6 separate regions of the Mus musculus genome follow, and all the other regions are linked to region 2. A link is a contact called in public promoter capture Hi-C data. All regions are on one chromosome and are shown on one strand. Each heading gives the region's core, a stretch centred on a gene start, on an enhancer-like site or on the middle of the called end of the contact. The rest is flanking DNA. Distances are from core to core; before and after follow the strand shown. Region 1 holds the start of Pom121l2 (POM121 membrane glycoprotein-like 2 (rat)). Region 2 holds the start of Btn2a2 (butyrophilin, subfamily 2, member A2). Region 3 holds the start of Vmn1r192 (vomeronasal 1 receptor 192). Region 4 holds the start of Vmn1r199 (vomeronasal 1 receptor 199). Region 5 holds the start of Zkscan8 (zinc finger with KRAB and SCAN domains 8). Region 6 has its middle 2.6 kb from the start of n-TTagt4.

Region 1 (4,424 bases), core at 1,415-3,914, 1.5 Mb after region 2:
TAAGGACCAGTTGAGCAGATGGGGTTGGAGACACACCTGAGTTCTCTGAAAGGAAAGAGGTACTGAAGCTTTGGGCAGGAGCTAGCTGGAGAGAAGATTGCTTTAGCCCATCTATGGCCCCAGGTGAGCTTTGAGAAGTATTTCTTTGGGATGGTGGCAAAAGTGGCTTTGGGCTTGACCCCAAAGATGATGTGAGTGCTGAAGTCACATTGGAGTTGCTTGAGGTCACTGGAGGCTGGTTTGTGGACGATAAGCCCAAAGTTGCCAGAGGGTTGCTCACCCCCTTCAGTGTATCAGTGCTTCTAAGAGGGGATATCTTGATGGCACTAGTAAGAACCTGGCTAAAGATAGTGACCGTGTGTACAGTGGGAATTGTGGGGTGTTGGGAAGGGAAAATTAAATCAGTGGCCGAGGGAAAGTTCTGGGAAGCTCCAAGCAGGAAAGTGCTGCAAGAAGGGACAGAGCAAGAGTTGCCTGTGGTGCTGGTCACTATGTTCAAATCCACACCAGGGTCTTTGGATTTGCTGGCTGGAATGACAGACGTAACCACACAGGGGGCTGTGGTGGCTAGGCTGTGGAAAAGATGGGTAGAATCAGAACTCAGTGAAGAAGAGGGCTGCCTGGTGTGCACAGGAGCTGTCTCAGACATAGTTTGAAGCGGTTCTATACTGCCAAAGATAGGCTTGAAGGTGGGCCTTAAGATACCTGGAGTTGTAGAGGGAGAAGAGCTTGAAGAGGCCTCAGCCATGACAGAAATTCTGGAGTATGAGGCAGTTCTAACCTCAGTACTGTGAACAGGCCCCCAAATAGGTCTTAATGCTAAGTGAGAAGACGTCTCCACGGGAAGTACAGATGCAGGAAGATGGAGAATTGGGTTACTCACCACCCCAACCAAAGTGCTTTGTGTGGTGGGTGCTGTGGGGTTAATGACAGATGAGTGTGGGGGCACAGCAGACCTGTGAGCCCGAGGGATTGAAGATAGCCAGGTGGAATCAGTGACTGGTGTTGTGGGAGAGCTTGGAGACGCCTGGGTGGAAGCAATTGAGGGATTTGAGTCTGAAGAGATGCCTTGGATGTGCTCTAACTGTGAGCACCCGAGTGGGGCAGGCATATTCTTCAAGCTTTCCAGCTGAGGGTTCACGTGGGTGCTAAGAACTCTCTCAGAAGACGACCGACTGAGAGACAAGGTAGGCTGAATTCCAGCCCTCATCTCTGGAATGGAGTCTCCGGCTGTCCCGGTTGTAGCTTCTGTGGTTTGGTTGCTCGGCACAGCTTGCCCCTCTAATGTTGGGTCCTCTTCAGTGACAACAGGACCTTGCTGGCAAGGTATAGTTAGCAGGTCCCTAGGGCCAGACTGCAGTAGAGGAATCTCTCCATTTAGCTGTCCAGAGCTGCTGGGTGTGACTGAGAGGTGAGAATTAGGACTCTCTCCTGCTTTTTTCAATGGCCATTCTGGAGTCTGGACTAATGTCCTGAGAAAATGTCTCTTCCAAGATCCTGAGAGCTCTCTAGAAGAACTGTAAGAACTGGTAATAGCATTTCTTTTTGTGCTGGGGGGGCCTTGGGTATGTATGCTGGCCACAAGGGCCCCAGAGAAGCAACCGGATCTCTTACATTTATCATCTGAGCTCTGGACATGGGGTCTCCTTTTCAGAGACCCAGGCCTGGCCACAAACGAAACAGTGGCCCCACTTTTCAACAGGGGCTTAAAGGCGGACCATACGGAGGCCGAATGCCTTTGGCTGTCGGAGGTGTCCGGGAACAGTGGCTCTTCCCACCTGGCTCTGCCCTTCCTGCACTGGAGGAGGGCCCTCAGCACCGGGTCCTTTCCACAGGGCCCTGGTGGCTCCTCTGAAGGTCCCGCGGAGTTCACCACTCTTGAGACCGGGAACAAGGGCCGTGGTCTCCGCTCAGGAGGCGAGATCTTGACTGTCACCGGACTCCATGTGGCCCGAGGGTGACGAAGGGACCAAATATTACGCTTCAGGTAACTTTCCCACCAGTCTGAAGGAAGAGAGCCCATGATGGGGTTCTGTGGCCTCTTCATGGGGAAGCGCCTCCAGGCCTCACTGACGAAAGCGGTAGGGTTGGCGGGATCCCAGTTGGGCGGCCTCCGGGCCGGCCTGTGTCTCCGAGCGGGCTGGGCGCGGTGGACATGCTGCACCCGGTGGACCTGGTAGAGGGGCCTAGCGGGTCGGCGGCTCGCAGGCTTCTCCCCTGAGTCTGCGCGCCCCTGTGCTGGGGACCGCGGCGAGGACCCCGCTTTGCCCAGGTAGCTGCCCATGCTGAGAGGCGCGGACGGGCGGTGACTTCTAGCCCCGTTTCAACCTCGGCGGAGGCGGCCGAATCCAAGCATCCGCTGCTCGAGTGACGGTTGGGCCACGAGCGCCAGAAAAGCGCGAGGGAACTGGGGAGCTGGCGACACGCGGGCCACGGCAACCACGTCAGCCCGCTCTGGGATCTGCGGTCTGAGCACCACACTGGCAGAGCTCATGGGGGCTCGGTGTCTAGCATCCAGGCAGGACCCGGCCTTGGACCTGGATGCGCATTGGTGCGCGTCCCAGTTCCCCAAACTCTGAGCTGGAAGCGACTCTGGGTGATTTGAATCCCTTCATCGTACGAGTGAACGTACGAGGGAACGAGTGGGTGTGCTCGAGAGGGCACAGGACCAGAGGAAGATGGAACTGTTTAGGCAGGCTATAGGGCATTGTGACTTGTCAATGGGAAAGGCAGCAGCCAGCTGAGGTAATGTCTGTGAGTTCTATCAGAGCCTCCTCATGGCCAAACCCAGCATCATACCTTCAGGGGATAAAGTCAGGATTTGTAACCTTGCACCCTGGCGGGAAAGGGTCTATTTAGAAGACACTTGGAGCTCCTCTTCCCGACCAAACCTCTATTCACTTGCAGAATTAGTGTGTTAAACAAGTTGATAGAAGTTGAAGGTAAAACTGACTTCTTAGGGGGATACAGAAAGTTTCACTCTACACCCCTATGCTGGCCAGTGGACCAAAGTATCAAAGAACTCTGCCTGGCCATGAGCTAGAATCTTACATTTCACCCAAAACAAAACAAGTAGCTAACCAAGCACTTTCTCAAAACAGTATTGACAAGCAAGATGGCCAAGTCTGAGCATGCACTTGGTGGAAGGAGTGAGCTAACTCCCATAAGCTGTCCGCTGAGCTCCAAATACACAATATAGCAATAGCGTGTGTGTGTGTGTGTGTGTGTGTGTGTGTGTGTGTGTGTATACATACACACTGTATATACATACATACTGTGTATACATACACACTGTATACACGAAATGTAATTTTTAAAATTTTAAGTAAGGTGGAGAGACTCTCCATGAGCACACGAAAGTACCCCACACATACACAGAGCTACTGTAAGACATTCAGGAAATATAGAAAGTAGAAACTTCTATGTCTCAACAATAGAGCATCTATCTACAAATGTGAAACAGTTCTAGAAGTTCACACTGAGATGCCCCTAGCATGTAAGGAGGGTAGGAATAAATAGGGCTGTATCCAGCTATTAAGTGTCCCCAGGAGGTGGTTGCATAGAGAAACTGGGGAAGGAGGTGAACTAAAATTTGAGTGAGGATGACTGAATGGGACATACGTTTACAATGTATGCTGAGAAAATCATTCAATTGTGGGAGTTCACCACACATGTAACAAAACAGAGTTTGCAAATCCACAGGAATGATTGCTGGTTGCTTAAGACTGGGGCAGAAGGAAGAATAAAGGAGAGGACAGAAAGGTAACAGTATAATGATTTGTGTGCTATTGTTGTTATCTTTTGTTTTGTTTTTGTTTGGTTGGTTTGGTTTGGTTTTGGTTTTGGTTTTTGGTTGTTTTGTTTTGTTTTGTTTTTGAGACAGAGTTTCTCTATGTAGCCCTGGATGTCCTAGAACTCACTCTATGTTGACCAGGCTGGCCTTGAACTCACAGAGACCTACCTACCTCTGCCTTCTGAGTGCTGGGATAAAAGGTGTGCACCATTGCCCAATTGTTGTTATTTTTTAAGTAGTAAAAATTGACTATTGGGATTTTTTATCGACCTGTCTTAAAAGAACCAAACTGAACAACAATGGCCAGGAAAGAGTTGAAGTCATGAGAGCCAGTTTAGAAGTCTGTGTACTATCTTAATGCTGAGTCTATTTCCAGCAAAGGCAGGGGCAAAAACAAAAACAAACAAACAAACAAACAAAACCCCATGGCCAAGCCAACAGTTCCCTTTCAGAGACCTCCATCCAGGTAAGGCTGAATCTTTGTCTTCACCACAGAAAAGAATTTCAGGCCAGGCCAGTGTGAAGCAAAGTTAGAGATTGGGTATAGGATTCAAGGGGACACTGAAGCAGACTGTTGGGGCTAAGAAGTTTAACTAAGGAACACAGAAGAGCATAGCAGAGGCTCAGAGGA
Region 2 (4,077 bases), core at 1,005-3,504:
TGAAATGGTGCCACCCACAGTGGGTGGGCCTTCTCACTTCAATTAACACAAACAAGATAACTTCCCACAGATATGCCCATTGGCCTACTTCCCAACTTTGAAATGTATATTCTACACTACATCTGAGATCTTTTATTTCTAGTGAGGAATCAAAAGCTATGACTCATTAAATAGACTTAAGACAATAATAAGCATATTGGAAACATGTTTTCAGGGGAAGTCAAAAGACAACTTGCTTGTGTTAGTTCTCATGGGTCAGAGTTCTAACTCAGGTTATCAGGCTTAGCGACAGAAACCTTAATGAGTCATCTTGCCAGCCAAATATATGGAAGTTTTTGTTGCAATACTGGAGATTAAAGCAATAGACTCAGAGACACTAGGCACGTACTCTTCTAGTGAGCTGTCTCTCTGTTGCTAGGGACTCACTCTGCATACTTTCTAGCTCCCCTGAGCTTTGTGATTTCTCCAAAAGAATTCAGATGTATATAGGAAGTATAATGTAGAAGAAAAATGGAGTTTATAAAAGGTTAAGTAGGAGTACTGGGGAGATGATAGCAGACAGACCATTATGGAAGAAAATACTCTCAGGAATGAAGAGATGGCCTTTATACCAATTTACTTTTTAAAGCAGCTTTTATACTATTTCTTAAAGTCTCCTCAACAGACAGCTTTCCTGAGGCAGGTTTTCCTGTCCAGATGATAGCCAGGCATTCTTGGATTAGCTCTTTTGGGACAGGGTCTTACTAGCCATGGCTGATGTCAAACTCACAGGCCTGTCTCTACCTCTGCATGCTGGAATTAAAGGCATGGAATTAAAGTCACGCCTAGCTTGATTAACTCTTAAGGGAGTAGACAGTGCTAAGACTTTGTTCTTTAGTTTTAAAAAGTCTCCCATGGGCTGGAGCTATACTCAGTGGTTAAAACTACTTAGTGCTTTTCCAGAGGCCCGGGGGTTTTACTCCCAGCACCCACAGCATTGAGTGCAACTGAGTTGCAGGGGATTTCATGTCCTTTTCTGCCCCCCCCCCCCCCCCGCCAAGACAACCTCACACATGTGGCACATACTCACACATATAAAATACATAAAATAAGATCATTTAAAAAGAAAGCCTCTGCTCAAACATACATGATCCTTCTAGAAGTTCAAAATGTCAGGTTCAACAAGGGCCAGAGACACCATTCAAATGCCCTTTTTAAAAAACAGTCATCAAAGTCCTGTTTTAATTCCTGTTTTTAAGAGCTGTTGTTTATGAGACAGGGAGATTCAGTGACCTCTAAGCTTGCTGTGACCACACTAGATACCTTACAACCATTTAGGAAATAGGCATCAACTTGATCTGGCTGCTTCTAACTGAAAAGAGTTTTGCCTCTTGATGACTCTTAGGTCTCTGAAGACAATCAAAAGAATCCTCATAGATCGTGACAGACTGCTGAAAAACCAGCCAAGGGTAGTCTACTCCAAGGGAGAAGAAACAGAATTGAGACAGCAGACCAATACATGGTCTGAAGGGAGTGAGGTCGTTACTGAGATCATAGCAAGTGTAACCCATTTCTACTGCTCAGTCTGAGTCTTGCTCTCCACCAACACCTTTTCCTTTTTCGGATTTTGAGATAGAGTTTCTCTGTGTAGCCCTGGCAGTCCTGGAACTCACTCTGTAGACCAGGCTGGCCTTGAACTGGCCTCTGGAAAAGCACTAAGTAGTTTTAACCACTGAGTATAGCTCCAGCCCATGGGAGACTTTTTAAAACTAAAGAACAAAGTCTTAGCACTGTCTACTCCCTTAAGAGTTAATCAAGCTAGGCGTGACTTTAATTCCATGCCTTTAATTCCAGCATGCAGAGGTAGAGACAGGCCTGTGAGTTTGACATCAGCCATGGCTAGTAAGACCCTGTCCCAAAAGAGTTAATCCAAGAGTTTGAGTGCTGGGATTAAAGGTGTGAGTCAGCACACCCGGATTGCATCTGGCTCCCTTACTCCCTTCTTCACACACACTTCAACACACAGGGATGAGGCCTCTGGACACCAAGCCCAACTCTAGGACCTCTCAAGTGGGAAGAAGAAGGGAAGAAAGGAGCGCATGAAAGGGAAGCAATAAGAGGGAAGGGAAGAAAGGGGCACAAGGGAAAGGAAGACAGGAGGGAGAAAGGATTGTTTCTGTGTATGCTACCTAGTAACAAGTGACTGCTAGACATAGGAATACTATTGGCTGATGACTTAAGGCAGGCCAATCCCGGGCTCTGAACTGCTTAGTGGAAATTGTGAGACTTGCACGCGGAATGGGTCCTCCGAGGTCTGCTGTCGCGAGTCCCAGCACTTTGCAAGTAATGGAGAACAGAAAATTCTTTCCTCTCTACTGTAGCAGTTTGTTCTCTGGTGGCGACTGTGCTCAGCGACAAGTTGGAGAGTAGAGAAAAGGCAAGATAATCAGCATTTGAGGGTCAGAGAAGAAAAGAAAACGCAGTTAATTCTAGAAGGTAGGGGAGGGGATGGGGAGCGCTCTGAGTCCTAGCAGGGGCTGTAGGAATAGGGGGTGGGGGTAGGGTGTCACAACACAGGCTGCTGGGAGGGAAAAGCCAGATCTTTGACTCTGGAAAGAATACCTGGGGGGGGGGGGGTAGTCTCACCTACCTAGTTTTACCTGAGGTTCACCAGGAGGAGGGAGTACAGGGAAGGCGAGGGGGGAGGGGAGGAGGAAGGAAAGAAGGCTTGGGACGAGGGAAGGAGGAAAGAGGAGGAAGAACTGGGTAGAGAAGTAGGAGAAAGACCCGGAGGTTGAGGAAGAGGGAAGGGGCTGGAGAGAGAGAACAAGGGAAGGAGGAGGAAGAGGAGGGAGTGGGGGAGGAGGAGGAGGAGGAAAGCCCAAGAAGAAAGAAAGAGGAGGAGGGAGGGGGAGGAATATCAAATGACAGCTGAAGAAACTGGACTCTGGAAAGACAACTGAGCCTAAGACAACAGAAAACTGCCTGCCTGGTGCTTATGTTGTTTGTTTAATAGAATGTTTGGTGAATCCAACTATTAAGGTATAACCAGTTCCATAGGGCAAGAGTCCATCTAAGGCAGAAGTCTGAGTGCTCATGAGACCAGCATAGGGACAAAAAGGTGTCATGTACATGAGAACCGTGGGTGATTTATCCTCTGTACTTCTAGGTTTTCTGTCCACACGTGACCTAGGTGACTCTGTCCTGAAGACCTATGGAGCCTACAACTTCCCTGCGTTCTTGCCCGATAGCCTCCCTTCTCTTCTTCTTGGTCCTCAGCCTGTTTGTGCTGGTCTCAGGTACAGTTGTAGGCTTCTTGCTCCTCTCAGTTTTTCAGAAAGCAATGGCCACAGTTCTCCTGATAGACAGAGACAGGAATAGGGACTGCAGCTGTGTTGGCTCATCTTTCTGAATGAGGACACTGGATTTATCCCAATTTTGTCCTACAGAAATATAGCTAGAGCATCAAAGGAGATCTGTAAATGTCCAAGTGGCAACATTCAAAGGAGTTAAAAATAGATGACGTAGATTTGAATGATATATTTTGTTTAACACCACATAATCAAATATTAATATAAATGCCTTGCCAGGTGTGGAGGTACACACCTATAAACTTAAGAGGCTGAGACAAGACTGCCAGGAATTCAAGGTCTGCCAGGGGTACATAATAAGATGCTATCTCAGGAAACAAAACAAGGGGGCTAGGAATGTGGCTCACTCGGTAGAGTGCTTGCCTAGCATGCACAGGCTGTGGTTGGAATCCTGGGTCTGTGCCACACTCAGGCATTGTACTGAAGAACAAGTCTCTCTGAGCATTGGATCTATACTTTATGCTCAGGGTGACTATTTTGTTTTTGTTCATGGCTGGGCTTGAACTTGCTATAAAGCTGAAGATAACTTTGAAGAGCTGATCTTCCAGCCTCCATCTCCTCAGTGTCGGGATCGTGGGTGTGCACCACACGCATGGGTAGTGTTTTGTTCCTGAAATATTTGGGGGATTGTTCCCAGAAATGCTGCCCACCAACCACAGCTACCAGCCTACTAGGAAGCCCCTGTGGCCTTTCATTTCTGTTGCTGTGATAAATACGCTCTCAAAAA
Region 3 (4,528 bases), core at 1,282-3,781, 1.3 Mb after region 2:
TTATTGTTCCTAAAGTTTCTCCTGATTCAGAACATAACATAACTATGCAGGAAACTGACATGACATAAAATCCTAGAGCAACGGCTATTAGAGCATGTTTAACACGGGGCAGACACTGTTCTAAGCACTATGTGCCTCTGCTCCTCTGAAACCTCACAATACACCTGAATGGTACAAAGCAACTTCCCTACATTAGTGAGTCTTAAAGGGACCAAGTAAAGTATTCTAAGTCCAGCACATAACAATTGGGAAAGACAGCCTTTAACAGATAGAATAACTGGTTGCAAAACTTGAGCTTGTCGATTTTACAATTCTCTACTGATTTCTCTCCCTCAAATCTGGACCTTGTATCCTGCTCCTAATGTCTATTTCTTACTTCTGAAAGAATATGTTGACTTGGTTAGTTTCAAAAAGATTGCTCTTGCTATTTCTTACCTATTATGAGGGTTGAGAAACTTATATATATATATATGTATGCACATATATATATACATACATTTATATTCATATATATATATATATGTACATACATATATATACATATATTTATATTCATATACATATATATGTGTACATAAGTATTTCTTCCCAATTGTCCTGGGATAGACATGTGTGTGTATATGTGTGCATATGCATATGTGTGTGTGTGTATCATTATAAGTCTTGCTATTGGCGAGTCAGAGATCACAAAGGTACAACTAAAACACATCGAATTATAAACAGATAAATACAGAGATATTTTGATAGAAAATGGAGCATTGTTGGTTAAGTTACTTCAAGGATAACCCCTGCTTTTTAGTAAAATTCTTAAAAGCTCATGACATTACAAAAAGGAATAAGTGCTAAATATTTACCAACTATGCCAAGGGATTTGACTTCTCCAGAATACTGCGCTTTATCAGTCCTCGGGAAGAGCCCAACTCAAATGTTTCTGCAAATTGCTTTGTCAGTTTATATCTGTGATTAAAGTGCAGTTTTAAATCAACAGTTTCCTTGAGCAACCTATGATCTTTTGAACAGGCACTACACTAATATTTACATAAAGCATACAAACTGGTGTTTCTGAGGCCTGCTCACTGCCCTGTGCAGGAAGGGAAAATATACACAGGCAGCAGAGCCTTCTGAAGGCAGGGACAAGGATAATCTTAAGTGATAAAGCACTAAACAGATGCTATGAGGCATGGGGAATGGGCAAAGATCAGTCCTGGATAATACAGCACATATTACTGTGGAAATGTAAGCACCAAAGTCAACATGTCTTTGGGAGGGTTTCAAAGTAATTCAGAACTGATTTTGACGTAGATGAAATGTTAAATTGTGAAGGACAAATTGAAATTAAGGTTGTTGTGTGAAGTTCTATGTGTTTTGTGAGGTGTGATACAAATGGAGTAAGTTTCAGCCTCCAAGGCTCATTTTTTACTGCAATAAACAAAGTGAAAAAAAAGAAAAAGGAAAAACAGAGAAACTAACATACCATTCATAAAGTGATTACATTCACAGTGTGAGATATTGGGGAGGTCTGGCAGGCTGACAGATTTCTGACTAAATACATCACTAAACTAAACCCATCTTAAAACAATCGGGAAGGTACACCTTTGTTAAGACTCTTCGAGAACAGTTTTGTTGGAGTTTTGTTAGGGGAAGTGTTCCCAAGAGACATGGTAAAAACAGGATTAAGCTGGGCGTGGTGGCACATGCCTTTAATCCCAGCCCAGGCAGAGGCAGGCAGATTTCTGAGTTCGAGGCCAACCTGGTCTACAAAGTGAGTTCCAGGACAGCCTATACAGAGAAATCCTGTCTCGAAAAACAAAACAAAACAAAACACAGGATTAATTTAATTTGTTAATTAATTAAGGTAAAAAAGAAATCACTTTCACTATAATTCCACACATGCATTTTGGGAACACAAATTTAATCACAGTTAGTCCCACTTTGAGGCCATTAATCTAGATTTTCATACCCTGACTAAGTCATTAACCTGTGTATAATTTATGGTCAAGGGGCCTGAGAAGAGGAGATACCATATCATCTCAGCTGAGAACCTGGTCCACTTGACCAAGCACAACTTTCTGAGAAGCCACAAGCTTTTTATGAGTTCAACAACATTTGAGTGATGGTTGCATATGGGTCAGTGAAGAGGCCAGGATGAAGCACAAGACAGTCTAGTAGCCTGAACTCACACTGGGTGACATGAAGGAAAAGGAAGGAGCCTGCCAGGCCAATGCTCAGGACTCTGTTGGTTTAAAAATGCCAAAGTGATGCCATGCATAAAGCTTTTGTCTGGGAAGAACATGGTCATGTGAACTTGAGGAACAAAGGATTGTCGTGAAATGCAGGAAACTATCAGGTTTATGCCCTGATTTTAGCCATCATCACTTCCACGGGAAAAACAAAGACTGTGATCAACCATCCTCAGGGAAAGAAACATATGAATTTACATTGCTGAGACCATTATTTTCATCAGAATAAACATAGAAAATCTTACATGTGTTAAGGAGATTATTCCTACTGTTATGCATAAAGTCAGAAGATGAACTGGAATAATATTATCCACACAATAATCTTTCTTTCTCTGACTGGACCTGGAATTCTGGGAAATACCCTAATATTTGTGAGACATATATACATGCCTGCCTTGTGGATTGAGAAAAAGCCTGTTGACCTTATTCTCATCCACTTGGCTTTTTCTAATATAATCATTATTTGTAGCACAGGGATCAGAGATATAGCCACAGTGTTCTATTTCAGAAACTTCCTAGGTGATACTGGTTGTAAAACTGTGGTTTATCTGGCAAGGATGGCACGGGGCCTCTCCATCTGCACCACCTGTCTCCTCAGTGTGGTCCAGGCTATCACCATCAGTCCCAGGACTGCCCTTTGGACAAAGCTCAAACCACAAACAGCATGCCAAGTTCTTCCCTTTATCCTTGTCTTTTGGATTGTTAATGTTCTCATAAGCTCCAACTTGCTCTCCTACATCAAAGCAGGCAGTAGCTTGAACAGGTCTGTAGCTGCAACATTCATTGGCCACTGCTATATGCTCCAATCAAGACACATCATCAAGTGGTTTTTCCTCTCTCTCATGACTCTTCGTGATGTCATCTTTCAGAGTCTCATGGGCTGGAGCAGTGGGTCCATGGCTCTCCATCTGTATAAGCATCACAAGCATGTCCTCTACCTTTACAGCTCCAGGTCTGCAAACAACTCTGCTCCAGAAATCAGAGCTACATGGAGGGTTCTCACTCTTATGACCTGCTTCCTTTTCTTCTATTGGGTAGATTTCATTCTCTCCTTCTACACAGGTTTTTCAGTGACACATGATTCTAGTTCACTAAATATGAAAACATTTTTAGAACTTGGTTATGCTAGTTTCAGCCCCTATGTTCTGATCAGCAGAGATTTTCGTGTTCCTAATGTCTTGCATGCCCACTAAGAAGTACAAACATATATTCTATATCTAATCTCTATGAGCTAAAGGTGTATGCATTATAAATTGCTTTTCCATATTGAATTTTAGATATGGGGACATAATGTTTGCTATGCACCATAGATTGACCTGGCAGTCTGCATGCAACAGAAGCTGATTTTGAGGTAACTCAGCACTCTAATTGCTGGGATTGCAGCATTCCTCATCAAACTGTCATTTGCCTTAATATTCTATTTATCACAGTTAAATATTATATTAAAATTAAATATTATGGGAATAGAGTTCCTTTTCTAAAGCACCCTGGTACTGCACAATCTTAAGTCCTATTGAGGGTTTCTAGGCAAGTTGAAAGTGGATTCTTACCATCTTCCTATTCCATCATCTCTGCCATGTGATTTCTCCTTTTATGTGTACCGGGTAAATGCTAGAGGTAAAACTTCTATCAGAAATTGCTATTGCATTTTTTTCCAAAGACAGAGCATGAAAAAAATAGTTAGGTGGTGTCTTAGGGTTGCTTCTGTGAACAGACACCATGGCCAAGGCAAGTCTTATAAATGACAATATTTAATTAGGGCTAGTTCAGAGGTTCAGTCCATTATCCTCAAGGCAGGAACAGGGTAGCATCCAGGCAGGCATGGTGCAGGCAGAGATGAGAGTTCTGACTTCATCTGAAGGCTGTTAGTGGAAGACTAACTTCCAAGCACCTAGGGTGAAGGTGTTAAGACCACACCCACAGTGACACATCTATTCCAATAAGGCCACACCTCTGAAGAATGCCACTCCCTGGGTCAAGCATCACAGGTGGAGATGAAGAAATGTACCTCATCTGAGGTGAACTAATACTACAGAGTGAAAATAACAGTGAAACAAGCAAGGCCACCATAGCACACTCCAGAATGAAAAATAACATGTCAATGATGCTGCCCAATTATAACTGGGTTAGAACTTATAGTGCTAGTACAAGAATCTCTGGTAAATGGCCTCTCAGAAATGATGCTTTTTGGGTTCATGCTGTAGCCCAGGGCTCACTGGCACATTGGTGGGTTAAAACATTGATCTTAGATTTTAAACACTGAATCTTCCATCTCTCACTACCAGTAA
Region 4 (4,249 bases), core at 1,319-3,818, 1.1 Mb after region 2:
AGAAATTATATGATATGGCAGATAATTTTTCAAAATAAGGTATATCTCTACCACTAACTACACTACAATATCATGTTCAATGATTATGTCAATGTTTTTTGATAATTTGTCCATCGGATTATTAGGACCATTTCAGTAACATTGCATTGATCCTATCTAAGAAATTAAGTAAGGAACCCTTCATTGAAATGAATATAGAGTCAGATCCAACTCTTTGATGATAAGGAACGAGGTAGTGCTGTTGAGAACACCTGGACATTAATAAAAGGCAGTGGCTAACAAGCCTCAGTCTGCTTCACTCATTTATTAATTCATCTTGAAAAAAAGGCAACTCCACATTTTAAAATCAACATAGGAACCGTAGACAAATATTAAATGAAAGTTCACTGTTTATTTGTTATCTAGTTTGTCTCATATCTGCAAGCTTTATTCCTGGAGAGATCCTTCAGGAATATAACACCAATGAAATGTTTCAGTGCATTTAATTTCTGTGGCTGGTGCACTGGGCTCCTCTTGATTGAATGCACAGTACCTATCATTCTTTCATAGTTCTATAAAAACTTTTCTATGGATGGATAATTACAGATACTTTGAAGTTGCCTAAAATAGCTCCACAGTACAATATTTAGCAAGCAAAAATTAAGGTAAAATATATGAAAATTTTGAGCTACCTAATTACTTTACTATGAATTTTGATAAAATTTATGAACTTTATCTGCATGTTTCAAGTCATGATAGTAGCAGTGACAGTTTTACAGATCATTTAAATGATATTTTTAGTGCTAGAGTGATGGCTCAGCTGCTAAGAGCAAAGGCTGAACTTCAGGGAACCCAGGTTCAATTCACAGCAACTACATATTACTTCAGTACCATCCATTAAATCCAGTCAATCACAGGGCATTTGGGGATCTCTTCCAGTCTGTACAGACCTCAGGCATTCACATGCTACATAGTCATAAATGCAGGCAAACTATTGGTACAGAAAATTAATACAAAAAATGTTTTATAAAGTCCCATAAAGAGTAGCCAACAGAGATTGAGATTTCTTTTTTTTTTAAATTGGATATTTTATTTATTCACATTTCAAATGTTATCAGCTTTCCCTTTCCCAGGTTACCCTCCAGAAACCCCCATCCCATCCTCCCTTTCCCTGCTTCTATTAGGGTGCTTGACCACTTATTCACCCACTCCCAACTCCGTGCCCTGGCATTCCTCTATACTGGGGTATCGAGCCTTCCCAAGACCAAGGGCTTCTCCTCCCATTGATGTCCAAATAGGCCATTCTCTGCTACAAATGCAGCTGGAGCCATGGGTCCTTCCATGTGTTCTCTTTGGTAGGTGGTTTAGCCCCTGGGATTTCTTGATTATTGCAATTTGCTAAGATAAACCTCAGTGCAAGGCTTGAATAACCAAGATTATTGTTTGAGAATAATGCATGCCTAAACTGTTGTGTGGGATTTTTTCTTACCCACAATATTGCAGAACTGAGAGTTTCTTCTTCCTTGTTGAACATATAAATAAGAGACATTTTCTCAATTTCTCCCACTGAACATGCCAACGTTCAACCAGAAGCCCATCCCTGTGAATCAGCACCAGGGGACTAAACGTTGCATAACCAAGGGTCAGAAGTTCTCGAGGATTTACCATTAAGGTGTTGTCCTTTGAGGAGAGACTTAAAATTAGGGAAAAGGCACAATCTGTCCAGTAGAAGAAAACAAAACAGAACATCAGAAGGAGAACACTCTGGGCAGCTCTCAGCTCAGGAGGAGTTCTGTAAAGAAGCTTGGAGTTCTGAAGGTAGAGGACATGCTGGTGGTGCTTATAGAGAAGAAATACCATGTAGCCACTGGCCCCTCCCATAGCACCCTGAAAGACTGCATCTCTCAGGACCATGAGAGGGAGAACAATCCCTTTTATTTTCTGACTTGGTAACATAAAATAACAATTATTGCTATCAGTCTTAAATTGTGATATATTCAGTCTTGTACTTGTGATGGAATTTATTAGGTTCATATTTATTAATGCACTGAATAACCAAAAGAATAAGAAGAATGGAAGGATGTGCCATGCAGACTTTGGCCTGAGCATCCTCCATCCAGATGCTCTGGGGCTGATGATGATGGCCTGGACCACAGTGAGGAGACTGCTGGCGCAGAGAGAGAGGCCATGGGCCACCCTTTCCAAGTAAACAATGATCTTACAGCCTGAGTCATCTAGGAAATTTCTCAAACCAAAAGCTACAATAGTCTTTGGCAGTCCTTTTGCAAGAAGGATGACAGTGTTTGTAAAAGCCAGGTGGATAAGAATAAGGTGTACGGGTTTCTTCTCAGGGCTTCCCCAACAACTGAACATGTAATTCACAGAAACAGACATGTTTCCCATAATGCCAAGCACAGTCATGAAGAGAAAAAGTATTTTCTTAATTAACTTCAAAATCATTTCTTCCTTCCTTGTGTGCAGGATGCAAATACATTTTAAAGAAAGAATCAGTAATGCTGGACATGGATCTGAACAGCACATTTTGCATGAGAGCATTTTCTGGTGTTCAAGAGGCAGTGGTGGATGCATGCTGCATGTGAGGTTTCAGAAACATCTCTCTTCCTGTGGGCTCTAGGTTAACCTGTACTAACAAGTGTTTGGTATTTGATTGCTATGTAAATTTTTTTAAAGGTTTTTGATTTAACAGCTCTACACTAGTAAAACTGACATGTTCATGTTTGTGAGTCTGTCTGTCTGTCTACATTTATGCATTACCCTCATTAACTCTCAGCATAGTTGAATTGTACTTCAAGCTTCCCCAAACAAAATTTCTTGTTTCTCCTTGTATTTCTTCATATTTCCTCACCCAGTTCCTAAAGCCCAAGGCTCATGCTGAACCTGTCTGCCTTCCCCACATCACACACAGACACTGGGAAACCCTGCTGCTCCACACCTGCAGCATCTCTCACTTTTAGTTACTTTATCTTTCACATCTCTTTGTTCTACATCCCTTTCTTATCTGCATCTTGATTAGCACAACAATGTCTAGATTTGTACTTGTCTCCTAAGTTTGTATCTTGTATTTCTATATTTTAATATTTTAAAAGTTTAGATATTGACCATTTTGTGATTTCACTCCATACAAATGATTACTGGGTACTTTCTAAAGGCAGTCCTCTATGTCAAGCAAATTGAATAACCTTCTGGGTAGGGCCCAGCAGTTAAGCCTGAATGACCAAAAGATATCCTGAAAAATTCATTTAACCACCAGGTTCCAGGCATGGAGGATGTCTAGCTGAGCTCTAGAATGCTTCCTGGGATACTGGGTAGCAGAGGGCTGTGATACAAGGGGATGTCTTTAGTGCATGTGTGAGGCACATGAGTAAGTTACCTCGGGACCTTTAAGGGAGCATGGAGCAGCTTTGTACCAGTGGCTGGTAAGGCAGATGGAAGAGGGGATTGATGAGGTGTTAGGTATTGCCATGAGATGAGTAAACATGTATGTAAGTTTATGAGTTGTGAGTCCTCATTCTGGCTGTATGCAGCAGAGAAGGTTGGAGTATACAGTTGTGAGCAGGGACTCTCCCATCTAAGAGGTCCTGATGACATTTGCCTCTGTGAGGCCTTGTGAGCAGCGGTTATGTCAGCTTGCTTTACAGCCTGCTTCTCCTCCTGTTTCTTTCCCAACCTGTTTGTCAGGCAGGCTGCTTTGTTCTACACCAATCTAAGCTGATTTCAGAACTTAAACCTCAGCAGTATGATGTTTGGAGCTCCATTCTCATACCGTGGCTATTTTTAGCAAGCTTTGGGCAACTTTCCTAGAATAAGAGCAATCTGGATCGCTTCAGTGTCTCCATGGGTTTGTGTGTTCTGAGTACTTGGAATGCCTCTGTTCCTTGCTTTCCTTCCTGTCAAGCTCACAAGATTATTTAAATGTCTATACCCTGGTGATTGCACACTTGGTATGTGTGAACCTGGTTTCTTCCCTAGGTTTGTGTCCAGATGGCTTCATGACTCTAAAAGTCAGTTATTGCCTTTCATCTGCTCCTCTACAGCATCATGGAAAACACAACATCATCCTAAATATCTGAACACAGTGAATAATGCTCTGGGCATTAATACCAAGGAATTCAGCAGCAGTAACAGATTTAACATAAAAACAAAGTTTTCAGTTAGTGATTGGAACCTGTAAAAAAAAAACCCTGTTATCAACTCATCCTAACTCATAATGGGAAATACTAAAAGATGGGCTGTCCTTGTGTTTACATAG
Region 5 (4,071 bases), core at 136-2,635, 2.0 Mb after region 2:
TTTATGTCAAGTTGACACACAGAACCAGCCAGTACATGTAATAAATGCAGAAAAACCTTCATTCAACAAGAACATCTTGTTGGAAATTATAGAACACACACTGAAGTCCTATAAACATAGAGTATGGGAAAGATCTCAGTGGGCACAGAGGTGTTATTAAACATCAGAGAATCCATATAGGCTAAAACCCTATGGGTACATAAAGTGTGGAAAGCCTGTATAAGTTAGGCTCTAACTAGGTATCAGAGAATTTATAGAGTAAATTAGTTCTACTAAAAAGAGAACAGTACCAAAAATTACTTAGTGCTCAGGATTAATAGACAGAATCTACCTTAGAGACCACGAGTGCCCATAATGTGGGCAAAACTTCAATCATCATTTAAAAACTTGAATCAAAGAATATGAGTCAAATATTCTTTTATTTCTAATTTAGTTGTTTTGAAAGAGGAATCAACTTCAGAAGGCTTTAACCTATTTGTATTGACTTACATTTATAATACCAATTTTATAATCCCAAATTTATAATCACTTGATTTATGCTTTTAATCCCAACACTTGGGAAGGTGAGGCAGGAAGTTTGCCCTGCGGCCAGCTAGGGCTACAGAGAGACTTGATCTAAACTAGCAAAACAACAAAATGTAACCCTGTCTATTGTGTTCACTTGTGACCCAAGCTTGGCAATTCCTGGCTGAATATGACTTCTCCCTTCTGTTCTAGTTCTTTGCTTGTCCATTCGTTTATATGACACTAGGTAAGACATTCACATGTCCTCTGCCTCATTTCCTCGAGATGAGAATGAGATTCACCAACTCTATCTCAACAAGTTGAAACAGATAAAAGTTGTCTTTGACATTAAAAAGTAAACCAATGTTCATTGTTTTCCACCAATTTTCTATTTAAATTTTAAGTTAGGGGTCTGGTTATTTTGTAGACGTTTTGTTGTTTCCAACCATAAGTATCTGGAGGATGAGAACACTCATAGTCAAAGAGAAAGCAATGGTCAGTAGGAACTTTATAAATATACTACTGTTCCTAGGAACTACAAAGGTTTAAATTCTTCAATACGCAGTGAAAGTTGGGAATTTGGAGTAATCATGAAGCATTAATGGGAAAGCACAAGGTAACTAAGAAGAATAAAGAGAAATCCGTTAAGTATACTCCTGAGCCCAGCGCAGGCCTCTGGATCTGTGATCAGCCACCCAACTCTTAAACTTGTCACCTGAAGCCCGAGGCTGGCCAGACAAAAGCTTAGGTGACTTAAAGCTATGTCACTCCTCAGGATGTCCCGCATAGCCGCCCTCCACCTGGTGTAGCTGAGGGCGCTCGGTCCTTTTGCTGGCCTACCATAGAGCTGTCAGACCTCCGAGCTTCCTAGAGAGCTTCCGGAAGTGGCTGTGGGGCAAGATGCGTGCTGCCCGGCTCTGCGGCTCCAAGGGTTTGGAACTTAGCGGCTGCAGGGGTCCCGCTCGGGTTCGGTGTCCGTCGCGTCTCCTCGCGCGCTTCCCTGTCCGCGCTGTGCCGCCTCCCGCCCTCGGGCAGCGTGGGGAGCTCTCGGTGAGTGCGCTGGGCCGAGCAGGGGCGCTCGGGCAGCGGAGGCCCGAGAGCGGGGAGCGGGTCGGTTCAGGGCCTGCCGCCGCTGAGCAGGCCGACACCCGGCCCCAACTTCCTACGGGATGGCTCTCCTCATCGCCAGTCATCATGTATATAATTTTGCACTCGCTCTTACTTGTAAAGCCGGCCCGTGTACCAACTGTTTCTACTCAGCAGTTTTGCCGATCGGTCTCAAAATTCATTTTTAAAGATAATAATTTTTTTCTTTTGAAGCCTCTACCCCACGTGGAAATCTTTGATTTTTTTTTTTTTTGTTACTCTTTTTTTTTTTTTTCTACCCATAAAAGAAGTATATTATGAAAGTAGTTCATGTAATGGCTGAACAGTTGTATGCAAAAGAAATACTTTAAGTAATTCTGGGGTAACAAAATTAAACCTTATTCAGAATACTTTGCTTACCTAGTTTATTAAAGCTAACTGAAATAGAATCTTGAAAATTCGGTAGGTTCCCATTCCCAAAACTCGGGTCATTCATGAGTAATCTCTGTTGGATTTCTAAGACGTTGACCACCACTTGACCACATACTTCTATTTGTCCGATTCACTTAAGTATTGCTATGCAGCAATCATCATTTTAGTGAATGTGCACGTTTTGAGTTCCTTGTGGTTAAATATAAAAATGTCAGTCTTAAAAGCATTCATCAAAGCAACTTCCTTGAGAAGCCCATAGCCACGCTTGTGCGTCTGGCCCTCTCCTGAGTGCCTTTCTCCTAACCCTCATGCTCAAGCCTTATTAAAATAACTTTTAAAATCTCCAAAACAAACAAACAAAATGAATGAATGCCATTTCAGATAACTACAAAGCATGTTTGTTTCATCTACTTCTTCTTAATCTCTAAAACCTGGAGATTATCATTCCTGGTTTGTATTCGGTTCTCAGACATCTCTCAAGTTTAATTAATCAGAAAGGAAAGTACATCTCCTGCATCTCTTGAGAAGCCAGTATTTGAGTTGTGCCTTCCTTAGTTTTCAAGGCTTTAACATTTTCGATCCCGAATAAGCCTAAGATTGTTGCCTTTCCGTTCATAAGGCAATCATCCTGACCAGATGTTCTTCAAGGATGGTGTGTAGGGATCAGTGTTTCTCTGTAGGTACTTTCCAACACTGCAATGTGTATGCACAAAATTATTAGAGAGGAGAATGAAATGGCCATGTATGTTGGTGCATGCCCGTAATTAATTGCATGCTGTACTAGGGTTGGGAAATCACCAGTTTGAAAACAACCTTAGAGAATTTTGTTTTGTTTGGGGAGGATAGGTAAGGTCCACTCATGCCACAGTACCGTAGTGGAGGTCAGAGGACAATTGCAGGAGTCTGTCTTCTCCTTCCACCTTGTGGGTTCTGGGAAAGTAAACTCGGGTTGTCAGGCTCAGCAGTGGGCACCTTTATCTCCTGAACGGTCCCTCAGAGCCCCGTGTCTTTTTAACAGTACACCAGTCATATTGGATTGAGGACCTATCTTATTTCAGTTATAACTTCATGTTAATTTGATTATATCTATCTACAGTCTGCAAATAGGGTACATTTATAAGCATCTTTTTTGAAGACAGTAACATGAATGATGAGAAGCTTAACCAAAGTCAAGGAGAAGTCACCACTGCAGCCTTAGCAAGGGATATATATATAAACAAGAACAGAAACCATTAGTGTATGTATTCCCCACAAAGAAACAGGGACATCAAAGTGAGCTCTTTGGACCTGGAGCCTCTACTCTTAAAACAAATCTAGACACATTCTATGTTGTGTTGTAAATATAGCGCTCTAATGTTCTTTAATTCTATCAAGATAAAATTTTGATGAGTATGAAATTAAGAGAGCAAAACGTTTTTACAACCAATAATGTACCATTGTGAGAAAAGTAGTGTGTGTAGATATCGAGAATAAGGAAAATAAATAATTTGGCCAACAATGAAAGTAGTCCAAGAAGACTTAAATGAAAAGATAACATTCATGGACTGAAGAACCCTTGTTAAGATGTCATTCATAATGTGATATCAATACTGTTAAGATAGTATTTCTAAACTGAGATATAGATTCAACACAAGTTCAATTCTAGCATTATTGGGAATCAATAAGCTTATTCTAATATATGGATCAAAAAAGCAACAACCAGCAAAGCCAAAACAGCTTCAAAAACAGAAAAGTTGCAGGATTCGAACTACTTTGAAAGTTCGAGAGAAGGTAGATATATAGGTCACAGTAAGGGAATAAAGACTCCAGAAATAGTGTTTGTGGCCAGTCAGACCTCCCCCCCACCCCCGCTCTGATGAAAAGGCAAGTGATCCAGTATATAATCCTTTCTGTGAATGGAACTACAACAGATTTTCATGTGTATGTAAGGAGGGGGACCTCCACCCACACCTTCACTTCTGCAAAGGTTAATTAAAAATCAAGCATAGGCTTAAAACCTGAAACTACAAACTTTTAGAAGAAAACCTTTGTAATTTGGAGTTAAACAGA
Region 6 (4,420 bases), core at 178-2,677, 1.6 Mb after region 2:
GCCATAAACTCCTGTAGTCAGTGGTCCCACATTTCAGTAACAGAGTAAGTCAAAACTCTTGAAGCTTATAATTAACTAGTTAGATTTATATATCAATAAATTCTCAATACACAAGATGCCAATACAATAATTTCAGAGTCAATTGGTAATGATAAAATCTGCCCACCTAGATTAGACAAATTATTCCAATATTCTAACCTTTATGAGGTCATGACTACCAATGGCTGGTTAAAGCCACTCTGGTTCACAACTCCGCCTCCACCTTGACCTTCCTCCTTCTGAGACACTCTGTCTCTGCAACTCCTAGCTCAGCCTTCCTTCCCCCTGTCTAATCACAGGCTTCCTGCTGCACTAATATTTTAATCTGATCGGACAGGGAAAATTCTGTCACAGATTAAGTTGCAAGGGTCTGAAAAACACCGAAGGAAGGAAGACCCCAGACTCAGATTTGCATATACAAAGACAAAGAGCGTTTATTCTGCAGAAACAGCTAGCATGTCAGGATTTCCATTGTTTCCAAGTGACAACCTCCACAGCACATCGAGTTCCTTTTAAAACAGGACTGCTTAGTTGTTTCTGAGAAAACAGCAGACTTCTAAAATTTAGGGCATATTCCATCATAAACCGAATGTTGTAAAGAAGATATGTACCACAGGACCCCAGGTGCAAAAACAGGGGCTAAGATATTGACTGAGTTTGTCAAAACTTCAATGACAGCTTAGTTATAGTCTAAAAATTTTCCACGACTGCAAGCTACTAACAAATGGTGAAAGTTTAGCCAGATAATTGCTCTTAGTGTATGCGCACATAGGCATTCTCTGTTATAACCTCCTATTCAATTTTTGATTGAATTTATGTGCAGACCTGCAGTGTTTTGTTTTGTTTTGTTTTTTCCATGAGAACACATGCTCTGAGTCTTACAAGTACTGAGAATAAAGGGCAGAGATAACTCCCTCTCCCCTTTTCTCCTGGAGATTTCAATTTAGCGAAGTGCAATTCCCTGCCAAGACTTTACCTAGCCTCCAGCTACTTTGAGATTCTTACTGGAGGCTGCAGAAGGCAGCCTTAAGGTCAAGTGGATCAGTGGCAGACTGCAGAAGCAGAATCTTCCCCCCAGTAGAGATAGCAAATGGCTTAAATGGTCCTAGGCTTAGTTTTTGAATGGGATATGAAAAATGAACTCCTCAAAAATACAATCATATGAATAACCACATCAAATGTAAATGGAGCAGAGGATTCAAACCCAGAGATTGTTGAACTGGATTATAAAATAAAGCAGAAAGAAGGAGCCAATTATAGTTTGCTTCAGAAAGCACCCTAAGAGCCCAGATGTGGTGGTGTGGTTGGGGCCGGTAAGACCCATAGAATAGAAAAACAGAAACAGCTGCACAGTCTGGCACTGTCCTTGAGCATACAGCTCTCACACCTCCCTCCCTCCTTAATAAGCCTTTCAGAGACCTTGAAGGAGGGACAAAGAGTCTGCTGCATGGTTTAGTCCCTGACAAAATGCTTATGTGAGATGTTCCTACATGCTCCAAGCAGCCCTCCTTTCCTCCACATCCATGCCATCTTTAGAATCCTACTTTAAGGTTTTAAAACAACTAAAAGCTTACCATATTCAGCAGACAAAGAAGCAGAAGCCACATAAAAAGCACCATTTTGCTGTACTCACTGTAAGTTTTCTTTACAAACCATACTTCACCTGACCCTGTGCATGCACATTAAAGCCGTTTTAACGTTCTGTCTTTAGAGTTCTGTCTCTTTGATCAGAATCCCACAATAGTATGTCCATCTCAAATCCCAGTACCTGGCAGACAGAGACAGGAAGAGTACTGCGAGTTCCAGGCAAGCCTAGGCTACAGAATCAGACCCTGTCTCCAAAGAGACATAGAAAAAGAAAGGAAGAAGGAAGTGAGGAGGGACAGACAGACAGAAAGACACAGAGTTACTGTGGAAGCTGAGAGAAGCAGGCCTGGTGGTGCCTGTAATCCCAGCTTCCTAGAGGCTAAGGTAGGAGATTGTAACAAATGCAAAGTCACCCTGGGCTATGAGGTGAGCTCCAGGCCAGCTTGGGATCCAGAAAGAAAGAACAAAGACTTGGAAATTTATTATTTGATTTTTGAGACAAAGTTTCAGTGTGTAGCCCAGGCTGACTAAGAATTAACCACAATCCTCCTTATTACTGGGGTTACAAGTGATCACCAACCACATGCCTGAATTAGACCACTGATCTCAAAAGCAGGGGGAGTAAGTAGAGGTTGGTGTAGACTGTGGCAAAGGAGAGATCCTGGGGACTCAGACAGAGACAGATAAAGAGCAGAGGGAATAGACATTTCACACGTGGTGCTGCTGAAACCAACAGGACTTTTAATAATTTGAAGGGTGTTAATAGGTGAGAGAAGTTGGATCTTACCACAGGCTTTAAGGAGGATTGTTGGTTGGGGAGTGTCCTAGTTACTGTTCTATTGCTGTGAAGAGATACCATGACCAAGGCAGCTTAGAGAAGAAAGCAATTAACTGCGGGCTTCCTTACAGTTTCAGAAGGAAAGCCCATGACTATCATGGAAGGAACCATGGCAGCAGGTAGCAAGACTTGGTGCTGAGGCAGTGGATAAGAGCTTACAGAGAGAGTGAGACTGGGCCTGACTTGGGCTTTTGAAACCTGCAAGCCCACTTCCAGTGACACACCTCCTTCAGTAAGGCCACATTTTCCTAATACTTCCTAAACAGTTCACCAACTGGGAACCAAACATTCAAATATATGAGTTTATGGGAGCAGTTCTCATTAAAACAAATACAGTGAGTTTAGCTTGTGACATACATGTCTGGGACTTGGTTGGAACTCCATCTCTAGTGTCTCAGGAACCACTGACTCCAAACACCCCACAGTGGAATGTTGTCATAATTAGAAAGTATGCTTGAGTGGTTTCTGTGTGATCATGATTAAGGTGTGGCACCAGGCAGTTTAAAATTTAGTTGTCTGTGTTTGATGGCCAAAGATCCTGAGCTTATGTGGAACTGTAGACTTCAGCCTCTGTGTTAGACATTAAAGGAAACACTACAGCAGACCACACGGACAGTGGACTGTGGCGAGTCTGGAGCATACCAGTGTTTGGAAGCCATTTTCTGCAATGTGGTTGTTTTCTTCTTCATCTCATTCCTAAAGTCCCTGCTTGGACTCCAGGTCAGAAGAGCTGGCCCTCAGCTTTTCCCTAACATTCTCTACCACTGTACTTCTTTTTAAATTTCTGTGTGGACTTCAAAACTCACCAGTTAAGTGAGTGTCCAATATTGACAATTAATCCTGGGCAGAATAAAGAAAGAAACAGACAGCTGGTGCAAGGCAGCTCTGGGCCTTCAGTGTCCTGTACTGGGGAGGCAGATGCCTCCGAGTATCAGGAGTTCAGGGCAGTCTCAGCTACTTAATAAATCTGAAACCAGCCTGGGTTACAAGAAAAAACACTTCTCAAAACAACAGACAAAAGAATCCCTGGAAGGCAGACCTTTCTGTTTGTAAATGATGCTTTGTCCTTCAGTACGGAGGGGCTGGATGAGAGTAAACAATACAGTAGGTCTGGAGTTGATCCTGGACCACAGACAGATGTTTGATCGAACAAAATCTGAGATCAGTCCTGGGCTACAGAAGCTAGCCTCAGCTATAGTGCAAGACAATGTCTCAGAAAGAAAAGAGAAGAGAAGATAGGAGGGGAGGGGAGGGGAGAAAACAGGCAGTGAGCCATTTGTTGATCCTTTGGCACAGATACATCTGTGAATGTCTGAACTGTGATAAATTATATATATTTGTCATATTTTTCTTTTACATGTTCAGTGCTTTCTGAGCTACATATCATTCTGTAATATTCATTTTCATTGTAAGGGTAATTGTTATTATCTTATTTACTTTAATTTTGTAGTAATGGCAATCTAACGCAGGGCCAGGTACGCCCTCTGTCATTGAAGCAGGTCCTCAGCCTAAGTGGTCCTTTACACGGTCAGTCTTCCAGCACACACTGCATAAGCTTGAATGCTCCAGGGTGGGGAGAAAGCTTCATAAAATCCAATTCTCTGTAGAATTCGGTGAGCCTTATTGAAGAAGGGAGATTGGATTTTTATAGAGTCTAGCATAATCAGAAAATACATCTTAGAACCTCAGAAGTAGGAAAAGGAATTGAAAATAAAACATGAATGTCTGAATGTTTTGGAGTTTGATGCTTTTTGCAGTTATTCTGTGCAAAATCTACAAGAAAAGACTCAAAGACATCAAGTTTTAAGATGACTTTTTTTTTTTCAATTACCTGTAGTCAGTTTGTTAGTTTTGTTACTTACAGCCTTTTAAAAATTAGTACCTCAAAAATAAAATAAAACATTAGTACCTCGCTATACATCAGAGTCATTTAGTCAATGCCTCATCCCAAACTCA

The links. Promoter capture Hi-C pulls out the DNA fragments that hold promoters and counts their contacts.
Region 1: a contact with region 2 is called in a promoter capture Hi-C map of second pharyngeal arch cranial neural crest. The contact joins the promoter of Pom121l2 here to the promoter of Btn2a2 in region 2. A contact is called at or near these places in 16 of 39 promoter capture datasets (the 3T3-L1 cell line, the C10 cell line, the HPC-7 cell line and 11 more), 1 of 484 Hi-C or Micro-C datasets (bone marrow-derived macrophages), 5 of 115 datasets of contacts at active chromatin or transcription factors (acute myeloid leukemia, embryonic stem cells, large pre-B cells and 1 more) and 1 of 9 other capture datasets (macrophages).
Region 3: a contact with region 2 is called in a promoter capture Hi-C map of liver, with 5 times the contacts expected there. The contact joins the promoter of Vmn1r192 here to the promoter of Btn2a2 in region 2. A contact is called at or near these places in 3 of 39 promoter capture datasets (hippocampal neurons and liver).
Region 4: a contact with region 2 is called in a promoter capture Hi-C map of hippocampal neurons, with 4 times the contacts expected there. The contact joins the promoter of Vmn1r199 here to the promoter of Btn2a2 in region 2. A contact is called at or near these places in 4 of 39 promoter capture datasets (the HPC-7 cell line, cranial neural crest, hippocampal neurons and 1 more).
Region 5: a promoter capture Hi-C map of hippocampal neurons shows a contact between it and region 2, with 3 times the contacts expected there. The contact joins the promoter of Zkscan8 here to the promoter of Btn2a2 in region 2. A contact is called at or near these places in 5 of 39 promoter capture datasets (cranial neural crest, hippocampal neurons, liver and 2 more) and 1 of 9 other capture datasets (liver).
Region 6: a contact with region 2 is called in a promoter capture Hi-C map of cranial neural crest. The contact joins the enhancer-like site here to the promoter of Btn2a2 in region 2. A contact is called at or near these places in 8 of 39 promoter capture datasets (cranial neural crest, frontonasal cranial neural crest, hematopoietic stem and progenitor cells and 5 more), 3 of 115 datasets of contacts at active chromatin or transcription factors (embryonic stem cells and stem cell-derived neural progenitor cells) and 1 of 9 other capture datasets (macrophages).

Annotation. Positions count from the first base shown.
Region 1 is chr13:21,979,421-21,983,844 of GRCm38.p6, reverse strand. It overlaps Pom121l2 (POM121 membrane glycoprotein-like 2 (rat)), which reads right to left and starts at 2,664. Exons shown (of 1, transcript NM_001162928.1): 1 at 1-2,664. The coding sequence starts at 2,284.
Region 2 is chr13:23,487,034-23,491,110 of GRCm38.p6, reverse strand. It overlaps Btn2a2 (butyrophilin, subfamily 2, member A2), which reads left to right and starts at 2,254. Exons shown (of 8, transcript NM_175938.3): 1 at 2,254-2,475; 2 at 3,149-3,278. The coding sequence starts at 3,194.
Region 3 is chr13:22,186,051-22,190,578 of GRCm38.p6, reverse strand. Vmn1r192 (vomeronasal 1 receptor 192) reads left to right here and starts at 2,531. Exons shown (of 1, transcript NM_145845.1): 1 at 2,531-3,433. The coding sequence starts at 2,531. The coding sequence ends at 3,433.
Region 4 is chr13:22,380,857-22,385,105 of GRCm38.p6, reverse strand. It overlaps Vmn1r199 (vomeronasal 1 receptor 199), which reads right to left and starts at 2,568. Exons shown (of 1, transcript NM_134213.1): 1 at 1,465-2,568. The coding sequence starts at 2,568. The coding sequence ends at 1,465.
Region 5 is chr13:21,528,428-21,532,498 of GRCm38.p6, reverse strand. Zkscan8 (zinc finger with KRAB and SCAN domains 8) reads left to right here and starts at 1,385. Exons shown (of 6, transcript NM_139141.4): 1 at 1,385-1,554. Gm32724 (a long non-coding RNA gene) reads right to left here and starts at 1,430. Exons shown (of 5, transcript XR_001780870.1): 1 at 1,345-1,430.
Region 6 is chr13:21,856,453-21,860,872 of GRCm38.p6, reverse strand. No RefSeq gene overlaps it. Among named protein-coding and RNA genes, the nearest start is that of n-TTagt4, 2.6 kb to the right of the region's middle. Within about 2 kb of position 1,427, at least 7 of the 459 cell types and tissues checked have an H3K27ac peak or open chromatin away from gene starts, as enhancers often do.